Linked DNA regions of Mus musculus: region 1 is linked to region 2. Evidence: chromatin contacts called from public promoter capture Hi-C data. All regions are on one chromosome and are shown on one strand. Each heading gives the region's core, a stretch centred on a gene start, on an enhancer-like site or on the middle of the called end of the contact. The rest is flanking DNA. Distances are from core to core; before and after follow the strand shown.

What was found. Promoter capture Hi-C pulls out the DNA fragments that hold promoters and counts their contacts.
Region 1: a promoter capture Hi-C map of embryonic stem cells shows a contact between it and region 2, with 2.8 times the contacts expected there. The contact joins the promoter of Nmnat2 here to the promoter of Ncf2 in region 2. A contact is called at or near these places in 7 of 39 promoter capture datasets (the HPC-7 cell line, embryonic stem cells, liver and 2 more), 7 of 484 Hi-C or Micro-C datasets (the AtT-20 cell line, embryonic stem cells, nephron progenitors and 1 more), 6 of 115 datasets of contacts at active chromatin or transcription factors (embryonic stem cells and neural tube) and 3 of 9 other capture datasets (adipose tissue, embryonic stem cells and liver).

What each region holds. Positions count from the first base shown.
Region 1 is chr1:152,953,719-152,958,089 of GRCm38.p6, reverse strand. Nmnat2 (nicotinamide nucleotide adenylyltransferase 2) reads right to left here and starts at 2,989. Exons shown (of 11, transcript NM_175460.3): 1 at 2,897-2,989. The coding sequence starts at 2,981.
Region 2 is chr1:152,796,837-152,801,584 of GRCm38.p6, reverse strand. Ncf2 (neutrophil cytosolic factor 2) reads right to left here and starts at 1,432. Exons shown (of 16, transcript NM_010877.5): 1 at 1,072-1,432.

The DNA of each region.
Region 1 (4,371 bases), core at 1,740-4,239, 150 kb before region 2:
GACCAGCTTGGGCTAAGAGTGAGATCTATTATCAAAACATATAAAACAAAATAAAACCAATTCACAAGGAAGAGGGAGGTAGATCTCTCTGAGTTTAGGACTGGCCAGATCCACATAGTAAGTTCTAGGCCATCCAGGACAATAAAACTGAGACAGGGTCTCAAAAAATATGAAATTAAAAAAACAACAAAAAATTTATAGGGCTGCTAAAATGTCTCTGAAAGCAAAGACGCTTGTTACCAAAGCTGACAACCTGAGTTCAGTACCCAGTTCACACACAGTAGAAGGGCAGCAATTCTCACAAGTTGCCCTCTGACCTTCATATGAAAGCTGTAGCACATGCATGCACACACATGTACTCATGCACACACACATGCATACTCACACATACACACACGTGCATGCACACACATGCACTCATGCACACATATGCATACTCACACACATACACACATACACACACATGCATGCACACACACACATACATACACATTGCATGCACACACATGCACAATCACAAATAATAATGAAATAGATGTCAAAAATAATTTTCAAAATGCAACAGAAGCTCAAAGATACCGATAAGAGATTCCACAATAAACGGTTTGATATCTATCTCATCTTCTTCTTCACATGTTTCTGTACTTTGGAAATGCCTCCATTAGGTGGTAAGCTCCTTCCACCCAGAGTGAACCCACATCACAGCCTTTTTCCTGTGTTTCTTTATGTTACACTTAATGGACACTTAAAAAGGCGTTCTTGACAGCTATTCTTGATTGGTCCTCGGTGCCAATGGGAAGTGACTAATGGCCACTGTCAAATGTCTCCATCCACAAAACTCTTCTGCTACCACCCCTGCCTGCTTTCACATTTTATCCCCAAAGCTCCAGGAGAACTGTCTGGCCAGCATTCCCTCAGTAACCGCCCTTATCGCTGCTACCAAACTCTCCAGCTGCAGTCCCATGCCCTTGCTCTCCATCAAAATCAAAATCTGACCCACTTCTAATCCTACAGCAAGTGGGATTTTCCACATCCTTAGTCCCTGAAAAAAAGGAGGAGCACCCACTCTCCCACTAAAGGCTCCTAAAGCCAAAGAGTTCCCAAGGAAGCCCGATCCTGCCTGGCCAAGGGGGAGGGAAACAATATTAGCAAACGACTGCCAACGGAAAGTGAGCCATGAGGAGGAAGAGTAGAAGAGAAGGCACTGAACTCACAAGAAGGTTAAAAGTGGTGGCTGCCCAGGTTGCTGCTACTTCAAAAGACTGGGGATGTGGCCTACCTTGCTGCTGGTTTACCTTAATGCTGGAACAAAGCACCCTGTTTAACAGGCAAGTTGGCGACATTTCTGAATAAACACTTTTAAAAGCTTACAGAATAAAGCAGAAGGAATGGCTGCTTCTTAGACGTCCTAACTTTCCCCGTTCCATAAGGTGGCTACTGAACCTGTCCTGTGTGCAGGGTAGTTTTATAATGTTGTCCTGTTAGCCGTAAGGCCCAGTGCAGAATAATCTTTTAGGGTTAGAGGAAAGAGTTTTGGCTTATGCATTTGGGGTGGTCTTCACGGATATGCTGTGGCTTTCATTAAACAGCCTAGGAAAGCTCTGGCAGTCCTCCAGACCTGGGCAAACACGTGTGCCCGCAGCCAGTAGCAGCGCTCTGCGTTTCAGCACCACCGCCTGTGGAGAGCGCCTCACCGCAGGGCCGGGTCAGGGACTCTCACCCTGCCCTTCTCCCATCCCCAGAGCCCTGGCTCTCCCTTACTCATTTCCTTGAGTCCCAGGGGAAAAGAAAAATCACCCCAACTTATAACTTCTCAATTTCTGCTTTTAAAGTGACCCCGCGTCCCCCTCTCAGGGGTCTAAACGCGCACACACCCTGCGCCTTTGGGTCCTAAAGCAGTAGCCTTCGAGCGGCGTGGCTTCCGCACCGGCGGCGAGAAATTTCAACCTGCGTGGACAATTACCTCTTTCCTGCCTCTCTGCTGGACCTTTATGCACGCACCCGAGACGCCTGAGCTTTCCCCCTCTCACTGTACGTCCCGAACCTCAAAAAACAAACTCGTGAAGACACGTCCCTACCCCACACACGAGCTCTCACGCACATTCAAATATCCATCTTCACACTCACACCGCAAGGATGCCGGTTGTCATCGCCGCCTTGGGCAGAACCTTGGCCAACTTGGGCCGGGATCCATCTCGCCGGCTCGTGGACCACCTCCCGAAGCAGTCGCCCCGCCCCCTCCCCTTTCCAAGGCAGCCGGAGCCAAACCTCGGCGGGGCAGTGGTACCCTTCCCTCTCCATTAGCCAACATCCACCGCTCTGGGCCACCAAAGCTACAATCTCCAAACATTGTCCGTTGAGCCTCCTGGAACCGCCAGCCAAGCCCAGTATTAGTCTCCTTGAAGCCCCAGTCCCTGCCACTGGTGTGTCGTGTGCGAGTGTTTGTGTCTCCGAGGCACATTTAACTCCTTCGAGCTTTCTGCCCATCCTAAACAAACAGCACGTTATCTTCAGCCCTTCTCCTTCCTTCTTCGCACCCCAACCTCTGCCCCTATCCCCACCCTTGCCCGCCAAGTACTCAAACCACCGCACTCCAGGGCTCTAACCAGGCGCCCCCACCCCACCCCAGAGGACACTCACCCCCCAGCCCCGCACCTCCCCCATCCCTGGCCCTCGGCGAGGCGATCTGGCCCCACGCTAGAGAAGCCTGGAAAAAACGCAGTTTGCGTCGGCTCGTGCTAGCGGGGATAGTTGGGGCTGACCTGGCACCAGCCTGATCAGCCGGCGCACCCCTCCGGAGGGGCGCACGCCTTCCTGCTCAATCGCCTTGGAAAGCCCTGATATTGGCGAGAGTAGAGCAGCGGAAGCAGCCTCCGGGGTGGGCGGGAGGACTCACCGAACATCTGAATGTGCCCTTTAGTGATGGGATTGAAGCTGCCGCAGGCCAGCAGGATAACGTGGGTCTTTGTGGTCTCGGTCATGATGGGATGAGGTCTCTCGCACTGATCCAGGGGTTGCCTCTTTTTGTGTCTCGATATGTCTGCAGACGGAGAAAGGAAGGCGAGGCTCCGGCGGTGGATGCTGTGGACTCCAAGGAGCCGCTCTAGACGCAAACCGCGTCACTCCCCGCCTCCCTTTAACGCTTGCCACTCCGGCTCGATCCAAGGCTGCTTTTGTATTGCTCTCCCTTTGGCTCTGCTTAGTCCTACTTCCTCTCTAGCTTCTTTTGCGTCACTGGTCTTGGTTCCTGACCCTATTGTTTCTACCCTCTCCACCCCACCTCACTGCATCTTACTTTATCTACAAGGAAAGGAGTGGTACCCTGGCATCCTTACAGCGTGGTTGCTGGCTATGTTCTCTCTGTGTCAAATTTCGTTTTCCTGACTCACTTTTTCTCTCCCTGTCTACATTCCCTAACATATCCGACTTCAAAAATGTTTGATTTTATGAATTTTCTTTTTCATGAGCTTTAATATTTAAAGTGACAAATGATAGGTTTTCTTTTCAATAGTGTTCATTTCGGATTTTTTGTTTTGTTTTGTTCTCCTCCCTTATTTAGTGATTCTAAACTATTGACTGGAATCCAAATCTTGACCTGTGGCTACTAAGAAAGCCCTTCTGCTAATGTTGGTCCTTTGTGTGGGTTGAATTATGGGTTTGGGCAGATATGAATGGGAAATTAGTAAGGCTAAGTATTACGAAATTCCTACATCAGCTGTCCAAGTTGAGTCAGTCACCACTCTATGCTTACTTCTTGATGCTCACTCTCTATTGGATGCTGCTGTGGACCCCGAATGATAACTGAATTAACTCACTGTCTGACAGAGCAGATTGGACGGAGTCTGAGAAAGCCTCTCTGGCTTAGACGACATTTAAGGCAGGCCTATTTAGACAAGAAGTTGTTGGTACAGAGACCCGGAGACAGGCTTCCAGTGCTTGTGAACATGAAAGGAGGGCCATATAACCAAAAGTCCTGGACAGGTGGGCAAACAGTAGTAGAGAAATGTGCACCCAGTCATCATATGGGTTTAGGATAATGGACAGGAAGTTCTTATGAGTCACTGACTTACAGTGGAATAACAAAAGGAGGCCATTGAAATCGTTAGACAGAGAGTACCATGTAATTGACATTTTTATGAGATCTCTGAGTGTTGGGAGGAAAAGAACCAAGAGGAAAATAAGAATTAGGAGAAAGTTGGCAGCCTTGGGCAGGTGGTCCTGTCCTGGGACTGCTGGGTATAGAGAGTCAGCAGCAGGGAGATGAGGCAGGGCAGGATAGATACCATAGATTTTGTAGCTTTTAGTCTTTGCGGATGGATGGGATATAGAGACGTTTGGGGAAACGCCTTAAAATTTGAGTTTAGTAAATGA
Region 2 (4,748 bases), core at 183-2,682:
GTAAAACTCTCATGATTGGCTGAATGGGTAATTAACCAAATAAACAATTGAGACCCTAAATGTGGATTCTCATCATACGTTTTTCTGAAGACTTTACTGTTATCCATCCTCCCAGCCTACCCCACCCCACCCCACCGGTACTGAAGATCAAACCCAGAGCCTCTCACATGTTGTGCAAGTACTTTACCGTTGACCTCCAACTCCAGCCCCTTCCCCGGCTTTTAAAAAATGATTTTGAGACAGGATCTCACTAGGTTTCCAAGACTGTCCTTGAACTTGCTTTGCAGCCTAGGTCTGGCTTGAATTCGCCACAACCTAAGTAGCTAGAATTCCAGGCCTGTGCAACCAGAGCCCACCTGCCTGTCCTCAGAGAATCAGTTTTGTCTCACACCCGACATGAAACCCTCCCTGACCCCGAGAAGGCCACAGAGATTGATTTCCCTTCCTCTGCATTTCTCTTCATTCTCTATCCCAGCACCTGAACACAGGGGCTCTGCTGTAAGTGCTAGAGGCAGGGAGCGCCCTTCTGCTTTCCTTGTTTCCCACAGAACCTAGCACCTAACATTCTGAGTAAATATGGCAGATCTAAGACATTTTAATAAAATGGTGTCACGCCCCACACATCTTAGCTCTCTTTGGGGCTACAGTCATCCTTTTCAGTTCTGCATTCTTTCAGAATGCTGAACCCCCACACGCTATCCCATCGCAGTGCTGGGGGGCTCTTTCAGATAACGTTATGTGGTTTCTTTCATGATTGCGCTGGGATCGCATATGCAGTTTCTTCGGCTTGCTTCCTCAGGCAAGGACTCTCGCACCGAGGACATCTAAGGCTAAAGACTACTGGAGACCAAGTGGTTTCTGATATCACAGGAGGAGAAGCTGTGAAGTAGTCAATTTTCTTGCTGTGGTAAAACACTCCGACAGAAACATCGTAATGAAGGCAGGGTTGATTTGGGCTCACTAGTCTCCAGGGTACAGTCCATGATGGTGGATAAATCATGGTGTCAGACCCTGAAGCAGCTGGTCACAAGGCACCCACTGTCAGGATGCAGGGGACCAACTCATACTCACGTAGCCTTCTTCTCTTTATGCAGGGAGGACCCAAGTCCTGGTCACTTTTCATAGCAGATGCTCTACCTCAGTTAACCTAAGGCAGACGATCCCTCAGAGGTGTGACCTGAGGCTCATCTAGATCCTGTCAAGCTCGAAACACAAAGCTTCACACCGACCTTGTCATCACAGGAAAAGGAAGAGTGTGACGAGTTAGAAACACACTCTGAATGGGAAAAAAAAAAAAGAAAAAGAAAGAAAAGAAATAAGAAAGGAAAAGGAACATGACTGTTCCCAGATATGGTGGAGGAGAGAGTTTATTATAGCTGTGTGGGAGAGAGAGCACAGCCAGAGTCAGGGACCTCCGGGAGAGTGCTGAATAGACAGGAACAGGCTGAGCTGTGCTATGTGGGGAGAGGGAAGGGGAGGAAGAAGGGAGTGGGAGGAGCCAGGCACAGCAGCCAGGAGGCCCAAAGGCACAAAGACAGCAGGTTACAGAAATGATTGGATTATGTAGGGAAGAGCAGACCTCAAGGCCCAAGAGTTCAGGATAGGAGGCAGGGTATGCCTGATAGGAGGCTCTGTGACACGTAGAGGGTGGAGGATTACAGAGAGAAGCTGGTGGCCAGCTCTGCTTTGATATGCTATAGCCACCTAAGCCATTTGTCCCAAGTTCGAAACCCAACCATTTCCACATTTAGTAAGATGGAAATCTCTAAGATTCTCTGTTGATTCCTCTGTTGTAGCAGCTGAAAGCATGTGGTCATTCTGCATGTGTCTGCCAACGTATGACAGTAAGTGAAGCATCCATGCTCCCTCCTCTTTTCTGGGATCTGTTGTCTGAACCACAGCAAAAGCACGGCCCACATTTGGACCGAAACACTCCCAGCCGGTTGGAATACAATGGACACACAGCAAGGCCTGTGAAGTTCTAGCTCTCAAGAATCAGAATTTAAGCCTGGCAGTAGTTGTGCATGCCTTTAATCCCAGCACTTGGGAGGCAGAGGCAGGTGGATTTCTGAGTTCGAGACCAGCCTGGTCTACGGAGTGTTCTAGGACAGCCAGAAACCCTGTCTTGGGGGGTGGGGGGGAGAATCAGAATTTAGGGTCAGGAGAGGGAGCGGTAGGTTCTGCCATGCTCTGCCCTCCAGAGCAGGGGTCAGGGGAGGTGGCAGAGAGGAGACTGAGAAGCACCCGAGCTCAGTTTTTCCCAGGGCTCTTCTGAGTTCCAGCCAAAGTCTAAGCCCTTACAATTTAGTGTGCCATCAAGCTTGCCTTTTGTTTTGGATTTTCAATACAGGGTTTCTCTTTGTAGGCCTGTCTGTCTTGGAACTTGATCAGTAGGCCAGACTGGCCATCTGAGAGACCAAACCTACCCCATCTTGGGACTGTACCCACGTACCAGGAAGGACCACACGGCTTGTCCTTGGCCAGAGGACACTTCCTGGCTACTTCCTATCAATAGTTAATCAAAGATTAGTCTGACTGTTTCAGATGTACCTTCAGGCTATTTGTATACGGCCTTATTTCAGAGCACCCACCTCTCAGCTTATAGCCATTCTATTAGATGCTTGCCAGACTGGACACCCTCTCCCTCACCCCCTCCCTTGCTCCTATTTTTCTATAAAAACTTGTCCTGCTGAGGGTTCGAGGCCGCTCCACCTTCCCTTTCTGTCCTTGCTGTGTCAGGATTGGGATGGAGGAGAGCCCAAGCCTGCGCTTGTAATAAAGAGACCCTAATGCTATTACATCGCAAAGGGCTGCTTGGTGATCTTTTGGAGTTCGTGGTTCCTGGAACAACACATCTAACTGAGAGATCTGCCTCCTGACTTCTGAGATTAATGGCATGTGCCACCCAGCAAATAAGTAACCATTTCTTTCTTTTTCCTCCTCAGGACAGGGTTTTTCTGTGTAGCCCTGGGTATCCTGGAACTCATTCTGTAGATCAGGCTGGCCTCAAATGTTTATCCTCCCGAGGGAAAAAATAGGACCACTACCACAATTTTGAGTCAAATTTAAAGCAAACGTTTTAAATACTGGCCAGGATGATAGACTCTGACCAGGCTATTCCTGAACGCCATAAGGCCATTGTGTTTTGATCAGATCCAATCAGGGGTGAGCAACCATCCTGACCCATTTCCTGTCTCCGTACCTCCTGCCCACATGTCATCTAGCACATTCGTGTAGTTGGCTCAACTGAACCTGTTTGGGGAAGTGAAAACACGTGACTTGCTTCTTCCATAAACAATAGCCTCCGTCATTTCAGGAAGTATCTGTCCTTGGCCAGGGTTTACAGGCCCGAGGCACTTTTTTTTTTTTTTTTTGGTTTTCGAGATAAGGTTTCTCTGTGTAGCCCTGGCTGTCCTGGAACTCACTCTGTAGACCAGGCTGGCCTCGAACTCAGAAATCCACCTGCCTCTGCCTCCTGAGTGCTGGGATTAAAAGTGTGTGCCACCACGCCTGGCCAAGGCACTTTTGTTTCATGGATCTTTTAGGCACAGTAATTAAAATTTAAAACATTACTTTGCCTTTCACATGAACTCACGGAGATCTGCCTGCCTCTGCCTCCAGTGCTGAACTTAAAGGCGTGGGTCTATGCCCAGCTGCAGCAAACTTGTTCTAGTTAGTTCTGTTGTATGCCTTTCCCACAAAACAAAACAAAAACAAACAAACAAACAAAAACCCAAACAGGAAAATAGATGGGAGTTTTTGCTGTGAGATTCTAAACTAATCAATTGCTAACAGGAGATGAGAGTCTCAGAAACAACACAGTCCTGGGGACTATGAAGTTGGGGGGTAATGGAAACTCTCAAGAACTCCAAAGAGGCCAGATGCCCGAAGAATGGATGATACGTGGCTTCTCACTAAGGAGGAACCAGATCAAAGTATGTGAAAGGCAAGACAAACTCCAGAGAGGGTCGTGCTTTCAAAAACATCATGAAAGACACAATATAAAGGCCTCTTAGCACCAGAAGAAGTGTGTGTGTGTGTGTGTGTGTTTTTTGGGGATTCCAGGATGTTGCAAGTAGTTCAGGGAGTTGAAGATACAGAGAGGATGCAGGAGGTAAGAAAGCTGCCTTCAGGCCCAGAGAGATGGCTCAGTGGGTAGATACCCGCTGCCAAGCCTGACGACCTGAGTTTGACCCTCCAGAACATGCAGTGAGGAAGGAAACAACTGCCTCTCTAAGATCCTTTGACCTCCATACTTGTAGCATGGTCCATGTGTCCCGTGTCTTCTCCACATTCTGCACACTCACGCATAAATACACACCCTCTCTGACACAAATTAATAAGTGTAAAAAAAAAGTTATAAAAAGAAAGCACGCTGCTCTGAAGACATTCCAGTTATTAAACCCAGGCCCCTTAAATTCTGGGAACTAACAGCACTGCAAGTGTGACCCCTAGAAACCTGGTCGGTAATGGAAGCACTGGTTCTCAGCCAATGAAATGGGCCAATTCAAGCCAACCGGATTAGAGTATTAAAGGAGGTTTAGTGGGAAGCAGCTCTCTGTGGTCACTCTTCTCAAGGACCAAGGCCGGGGAAGTTGCTATGGGGAGGAACACAGACAGGAAGGGGAAGAGAAAGAGCACACAGGGAGAGAGAAAATGCAGAGAAGTGGGAGAGAGCAGTAGAACCCAAAATATGTAGGGAGGAGCTTCTAGCAGAGGGGAAGCCCAGCCCCTGGGCTGGAAATTCA